Linked DNA regions of Mus musculus: region 1 is linked to region 2. A link is a contact called in public Hi-C data. All regions are on one chromosome and are shown on one strand. Each heading gives the region's core, a stretch centred on a gene start, on an enhancer-like site or on the middle of the called end of the contact. The rest is flanking DNA. Distances are from core to core; before and after follow the strand shown. Region 1 overlaps Lrrc69 (leucine rich repeat containing 69). Region 2 holds the start of Slc26a7 (solute carrier family 26, member 7).

Evidence for each region. A called contact is a pair of places that touch in the nucleus more often than the background predicts.
Region 1: a contact with region 2 is called in a Hi-C map of uterus, with 1.8 times the contacts expected there. The contact joins the enhancer-like site here to the promoter of Slc26a7 in region 2. A contact is called at or near these places in 2 of 39 promoter capture datasets (embryonic stem cells and trophoblast stem cells), 1 of 484 Hi-C or Micro-C datasets (uterus) and 1 of 9 other capture datasets (liver).

Annotation. Positions count from the first base shown.
Region 1 is chr4:14,774,725-14,777,857 of GRCm38.p6, forward strand. Lrrc69 (leucine rich repeat containing 69) reads right to left here. Exons shown (of 8, transcript NM_028499.2): 2 at 233-359. Among named protein-coding and RNA genes, the nearest start is that of Lrrc69, 20 kb to the right of the region's middle. Within about 2 kb of position 1,632, at least 53 of the 459 cell types and tissues checked have an H3K27ac peak or open chromatin away from gene starts, as enhancers often do. A contact at or near this core is called in uterus, where this site is marked.
Region 2 is chr4:14,619,997-14,623,331 of GRCm38.p6, forward strand. Slc26a7 (solute carrier family 26, member 7) reads right to left here and starts at 1,782. Exons shown (of 19, transcript NM_145947.2): 1 at 1,693-1,782; 2 at 1,196-1,428. The coding sequence starts at 1,388.

The DNA of each region.
Region 1 (3,133 bases), core at 382-2,881, 150 kb after region 2:
CAGTCAGGTGGCAGAGGTAGGTGGATGTTTGTGAATTCAAGGCCATCCTGGTCTACAAAGCAAGTTCCAGGACTGCCAGGAAAAACCAAAATAAAATAAAACAGACTTAAAAAGCTCTAAGCATTATTTCAGAAATTCCTTAATTTCAGCACAATACAATTCCTTTTTGTTTTGTGTCACATTGCTAGATACTAGAGGTTAAACACAATGCTATAGTCCATAATTAACTTACTAAAAACTCCAGGAGCAATTCTGCAAATCCTGTTTCCAAATAAATGAAGATTCTTCAGGGAGGTAAGATATTTTATCTCTTCAGGAACTTCTTGTAAATGGTTGTTTCCCAGGTTTAGTAACGTCAACTGCAAACATAGAGAAATATAAGGTATTTGTACATTATCTATCTCCAAATGGGAAAAGCAGTAAGTTTGCTGACATCTACATAACCTAAGAAAACACAGAGATGATATTTCTATCCATTTTCTTTAGCTGGCACATAATGTAATGTGTTTCATTATGGCATTTTCATGCACATGTGTCATATTAATTAATTCTCATTCTTCCTCCTTCCCACAGTCCTCCCTTTTCTTCTCTATCCCTCTCTTGCTGTCTCCTCCTCCAGCACAGCCTCCCTTCTGCGTCTATATTACGTGCATGGCATAGCCATATCCACTGGAAATGGTCAGATCATTTGAGCAAGGCTAAGCCGGATGCTACAACAGCTGTCCTTCTGTCTCTCACTTTTGGGTTTCTGTCTCTGTGTGTTGCACTCTTGGGGACTTTCTGCATTGTGACTCATTTTATGTCTTTTGCTGAGAAAAATGATGTCTGAGTCTTTTAAGGAGAATCCTTAATTGAAGTTTATCTGGCCACTATTTGGAAGTCTCCCTTGTGCCCTGGAAATGAGTAAAGGCAGGGAAGCGCACAGCTAGATGAGGTCATCACTCCAGGAATCTTCTTGGGGTATCTGACCCTGAGTAAACTCAAGAAGTGTAATTGGTGCAGGGTAAACAGAGACAACTGACAAACTGACTGGACAGTAGAGTAGGTTACAGCTTCAAGGCCTGTTTTTATTATAGGCTTGGAGCTCTGTGAAAATGTAGTTGAAAGGTAGGGATGTGATACACGGTACACCCCTGGAGGACTAAAACTCAGTCAATAAGATAGATTAACTAAAATAAACGTTTCCTACTTTATAACATAGATGATGAAACATATAGTAGAAGAGTTGTGTGTTCGTAGTTGCTATTCATAGAAAGACTGGTTCAGATGTTCTCTGTTTGTGTGGAGTGCTCTAAAACTGCAAACACTGCCAGACTAAAAGCAGGCTGTCACATAGCAAATGTGTTGGCTTTGGAGGAGACATTCTTTGGATTCTTTAAATTGGAGTTGTAGGGCTGATAGTAAGAATAAAGTCTGTCCTGTTTATATTTTCTAACTGGAACTAAACGTGTAACCCTGGACATGTAGTAAGAAATCAAACACGTATCTGTACCATTTGGACAATCATCACTCTGCCTGTGTTCTATGAAATCTGTATAAAGAAGCGCCTGATGCGAGCTGTAAGAGTGCCCTGACTATCCACTATCCTGTCTACTCCCTCCCTCCCCTCCACTATTCCTAATCTCCTCTGCAGGCCTCTGTGTCAGCAAAATCCCCCTCCCCCCAGCTCCTCCCATCCTTGGGAAGTCCTGCCCACATACACATGTATTTTATTACCGGCTCCCCAACCTCAGCTGTTCCCTCATTACAGCTTGATCCTCTCTCTCCTCTCTCTGTCTCTCTGTCTCTCTGTCTCTCTGTCTCTCTGTCTCTCTCTCTCTCTCTCTCTCTCTCTCTCTCTGTCTCTCTCTCTCTCCACACACACACACACACACACACACACACACACACACTCTACATGAGGAACTAAAAGGTGATAATTGTCATTCTTAAGCTGGTTCATTTCACTTTATGATCTCTAGTTTAACTTGGGTTTCTGAAAATGTCATGAGCATGAAAATAAAATTTCATTGTGTATATACCATGTATCTTTTTTAAATTTATTTTTCTCTCATATATTACATCCCAACCACAGTTTCTCCCTCCCTCCACTCCTCCTAGACCTTCCTCGACTCCCCACTCCAACCCCCAACTCCCCTCTTGCCCAGATCCGCTCCTCCTCCTTTCACTTCAGAAAAGGACAGACCTCCCAGAAATATCAACGGAACGTGGCATATCATGTTGCAGTAAGACTAGCACAGCCCTTCATATGAAGGCTGGATGAGGGAACACAGTCAAAGAAAAAGTGTTCTAAAAGCAAACAAAGGAGTCAGAGACAGCCCCCACTCCCTCTTTGAGGTGTTCCACAAAAACTACACAACCACAATATATATGTGGACCTAAGGGACCTAAGTCAGACTCACACAGCTTCCCTGATTGTCAGTTCAGCTCTGTGAACCACTATGGACCCTTGTTAGTTGAATCTATCGGCTGCTTTCTTGGTAAAACATTCACTTTACCCATTCATCAGTTGATGACACTCAGGGTAGCTCAATTTTTTCCGTATTGTCAGTAACGCAGCAATCACCGTAGGTGTGCAATTCTTCTGGGCTGTGTTCATTTACAATCTTGCAGGCATATATCAAGTAGTAATATAGTTGAGTCATATGCTGTTTATGTTTTTTACCTTTAACACACTCCATATGCATTTCCATAATGGCTACACCATTTTATACTCCCAATAGTGAATCGGTATCTCCCCCACAACATCTTTGCTAGCATTTGGTCTTATTTGTTTTCTTGGTGAGAGCCATTTGGGGCGAGGTGAGCTGAACTTCCAAACAGCTTTAATTTCCACACTTTTTGAAGACTTCCCAAACATTTATCATCCGTTTCTGTTTGTTCTTTTGAGAAGTGTCTGTTCATGTCATTAGCCATTTACTGGTTGGATTTGGTGTTTTGGTGTTTGATTTTACAGTTCTTTATACACTTTAGACATTATCCCATGTTGATGTACTTAATAAAGTATATTTACTATTAAGCTATCTCTTCATTGACGATTGCTTCCTTCACTGTACATATTTATCAGAGTCTAAGAGGTTTTTGGTGGACTCAGTCATTACGGATATTTTATGCATAGAATCATGTTATGCAA
Region 2 (3,335 bases), core at 532-3,031:
ATCTGGAATTTAAAGTCAAATAAAAGAAAGGCTGGGGATGCCCCAGGTCTGTTATTACTTTTTTATTTTTTAAAGATTACTATACTTTTGCTATTGGCAAAATGGTCATTAAAAATACAACACAGAGTTAAGCAGTAAAATTGTATTCCATAAAGATAGCACTGTGGATCTTAAACCCCCCACCCATGCAGATGTTCCTAATCAGACTGAAAACACAAATTCACAAACCAGTTTGTTCCAGCTACAGAATAATTTCATTAAAAGCATACTTATAATTGAACAGAAGAAATAATAGTTAAAGCCAGGGAGGTAGTGAGACTGCATGGAAATATAATCACTAGGAGTCTTTGCCAAGAAAGCTGTTCCAAACCTTTAAAGCTGGGAAGTTGAGAAATCAGTTCCTTTTCTGGCTACAGGTAGAACATTACTACCTGAATCAGCCAAAACTCGTGTGGACATACCTTTAAGGAAAGGAGGTACACATACACACACACACACACACACACACACACACACACACACACACACACGAGTGTCATTTTTAAAAATCTGTTCTGGGGATGTTTTACCATGTTATATTTCTCACTGAGACACGAGTTCTGTGGGGACTGCACCTCAGAATTAAACACGCACAGTGCAGTCCACACAAGCTCTGAGGATGCAGGATTCTTCGCTTTGCAAGTAGTGATCTTGGCAATAAGCCTCCTTCATGCACAAAAAGCTTTGTTCTCTGCTATAGCAAGTCCCATGGCTACAGCAGGTAACTGTAACTGTGTGCTGCTAACTGGGCTCATGAGCAATTGTATTCAGGACAGGAAATGTTTTATAGCTTGATTTGATGAAGGTGGGAAATTATGTCAGCACAGTGAAATCATAAAAGCTCATTTCTCACAATCACTGATCCATTACTCTGAACCAATATGAAATTTAACATTGCAAAATATGTAATTCCATTCAAGGGTTACTGCTTAATTGCTTAACTCCTAGCCAGGGGTAGAAAAAAGCCAAGTAATTTTAAAAGCAATTAGGAAAATCACACACAGAAACATCTACTCTGCTTATTTTCCTAAAATTAGTAACCATTTTATTAAGTCTGCTTCACTAGCTACACTGTCACCCCTCAAACATAATCCCCATCCAAGAAGCAAAGTGACATCCACTCTGCAGAAGACTGTAAACCCAAATGCACACTTACCTTGTGCCACCTGTTGAACTGCCAACATTATCCCAGACACAGTGTCTGGAAGCAGGTTTTCCTTCAGATTGTACTGCGGTGCCCATTCCAAGATAGGTAGGCGCCTCTTACACCACTGCTTAATGTCTTCTCGGTGGGGGGTGTGCATCTTGCCCCACAGCACGCTTCTCTTTTTCCTCTTTGCTCCCGTCATTTTTTCAGATTTTCAGATTCCCTCCTGTAGTAGTCAACTTCTTCAAGCAAGGGAGAGAGAAAAAAAAAAAATCGTTGGAGAACACCTCCTTTCGATGCCAGGCTCCAAATCGTCTGTGGTTTACAATGTCAAAGCTATCCAGAAAATAAATGTGAGAGAGAGAGAGAGAGAGAGAGAGAGAGAGAGAGAGAGAGAGAGAGAGAGAGAGAGAGAGAGAGAAACAGAAACACGAATGGATGCAACTGAGCTGTATGCCTTACTGTGGTTCAGCTAATTATTCTAGATAAAAATTATAGACTCAAACCTTAAATTCTTATCTGAATAAGGAATGGTTTCTGTTCATGTAATACTTTTCTGAACTTGGAAAAGTAATAGGTTCGGTGGTGAGATAGTTACAGCTCCCTTGCCAGTAATTCCCTTTATATTCACTGTCGTCTTATGTTTTTGGCTGCATTCCCAATGGTTAATGAGGTAGTTCTGGGCGTGTGGTGGAAGTGGGCTGGGCTATGCTAATGAAACCAGGAAGGATCCAGCCAGCCCAGCGTCTCCTACAAGCAGAAGCGAAGTCCCGACTGCCAGAGGATTTTCTGTAAAGAATATGCTACAGCCACACTTCTTTGTGAGGTATATATTTCCAACATCACTAAAAATTGCCAATTCCATAAAAGTCGGAAACATGATAGGGGACTACATGAGTCCTTGTCATTCTATTCTCTGGAATATGAAGTTTTCATTCATAGAAAAAACATTCAGATAACCACTGTGCCATCTGAGAAAGGACTAGCTAGTTCTTATAAACAAACTGAAATTTCATCTCCTGGGCTAAGGATTTAAGTATCACAATGAGCAAATATTTGTGGCTAGAGTTTATTTTTCTTCCTGTCTCTGCTCATTCACTTTTTACTGATTGTTTCTCTATGTTTTTAATTAACACACTTATGTCATTGTAAATAAAATTTATTGAGAAATTCAGTATCATTAAAACTATTGTTTGAAGCGGCACGGGTGTGTGCACGTGCGTGCACATGTGTGTGTATGTGTGTAATAGTATTTTTGTTGATATAACTTTTAGTAGAGCATTCTTTTAAAAGCTAGTGTTACATTTATAACAGAATAGACTGTCAAAGATTTTATTATAGTATTATTTCCCACAGCCTCCAGAAGAATAAGTCTGTATTATGGTCTGAACCATTGGAATTAACCCCAAAAACCAATATTCTAACTAAAACCGTGAAGCCAGAAGAAAGAAAAGCAAGCATGTAGTTATTTACAGTGCTTTCTAATGTCCGTTTGTCCAGAGACTAGACATCAGATGCTGGAAGCTATTACAACAGTAAGAACTTAGACCCTTTATTCTCCACAGGATTCCTGCTGTGTTTTTCCCATTAATTACATTAAGAGAAAGAGCTACTTTCTCAACTTCAAAAATATGTCCCTTGCTTGTAACATATGTAATACTTGGCAATACTTTTTTTTCAAACTCCATGAATCCTAAATAGATCTAGAGATATACATTTATATGAATGTGTGAGATTTTTTTTCTGTATTTCTCTGTTATTTTCATGACATGACATTTCTAACACTTCAATATATTTCTAACTCAGGGTCAAGCTAAAGGTTAGTAGAGGAGTCTTATGGCTGAGATGAAATTCAGTGGAATAGCTACTGCCTACCATGCATGAAGCCCTTGGTTCACTCCCTAGCAAACAAAGAGGGAGAAGGAGAGGGGAAGAATCTATTTCAGAGAGGAAGCTGCAAATGGTAGCATTTTAAACTTATTGTGTGATCTAAAAATAGCCTGAGGAGATAATTGCAAATGCACACAGTAAGAAACTGTAGGCTGGCTTTCCTTCCTGTGTGGCAGTCTCTCCCTTTAGTGCATGTGTGCACAAAAGTCAAAAATTATGTACATACTCATTGTGTGTTAGTTTCCTAAGATAAACATGA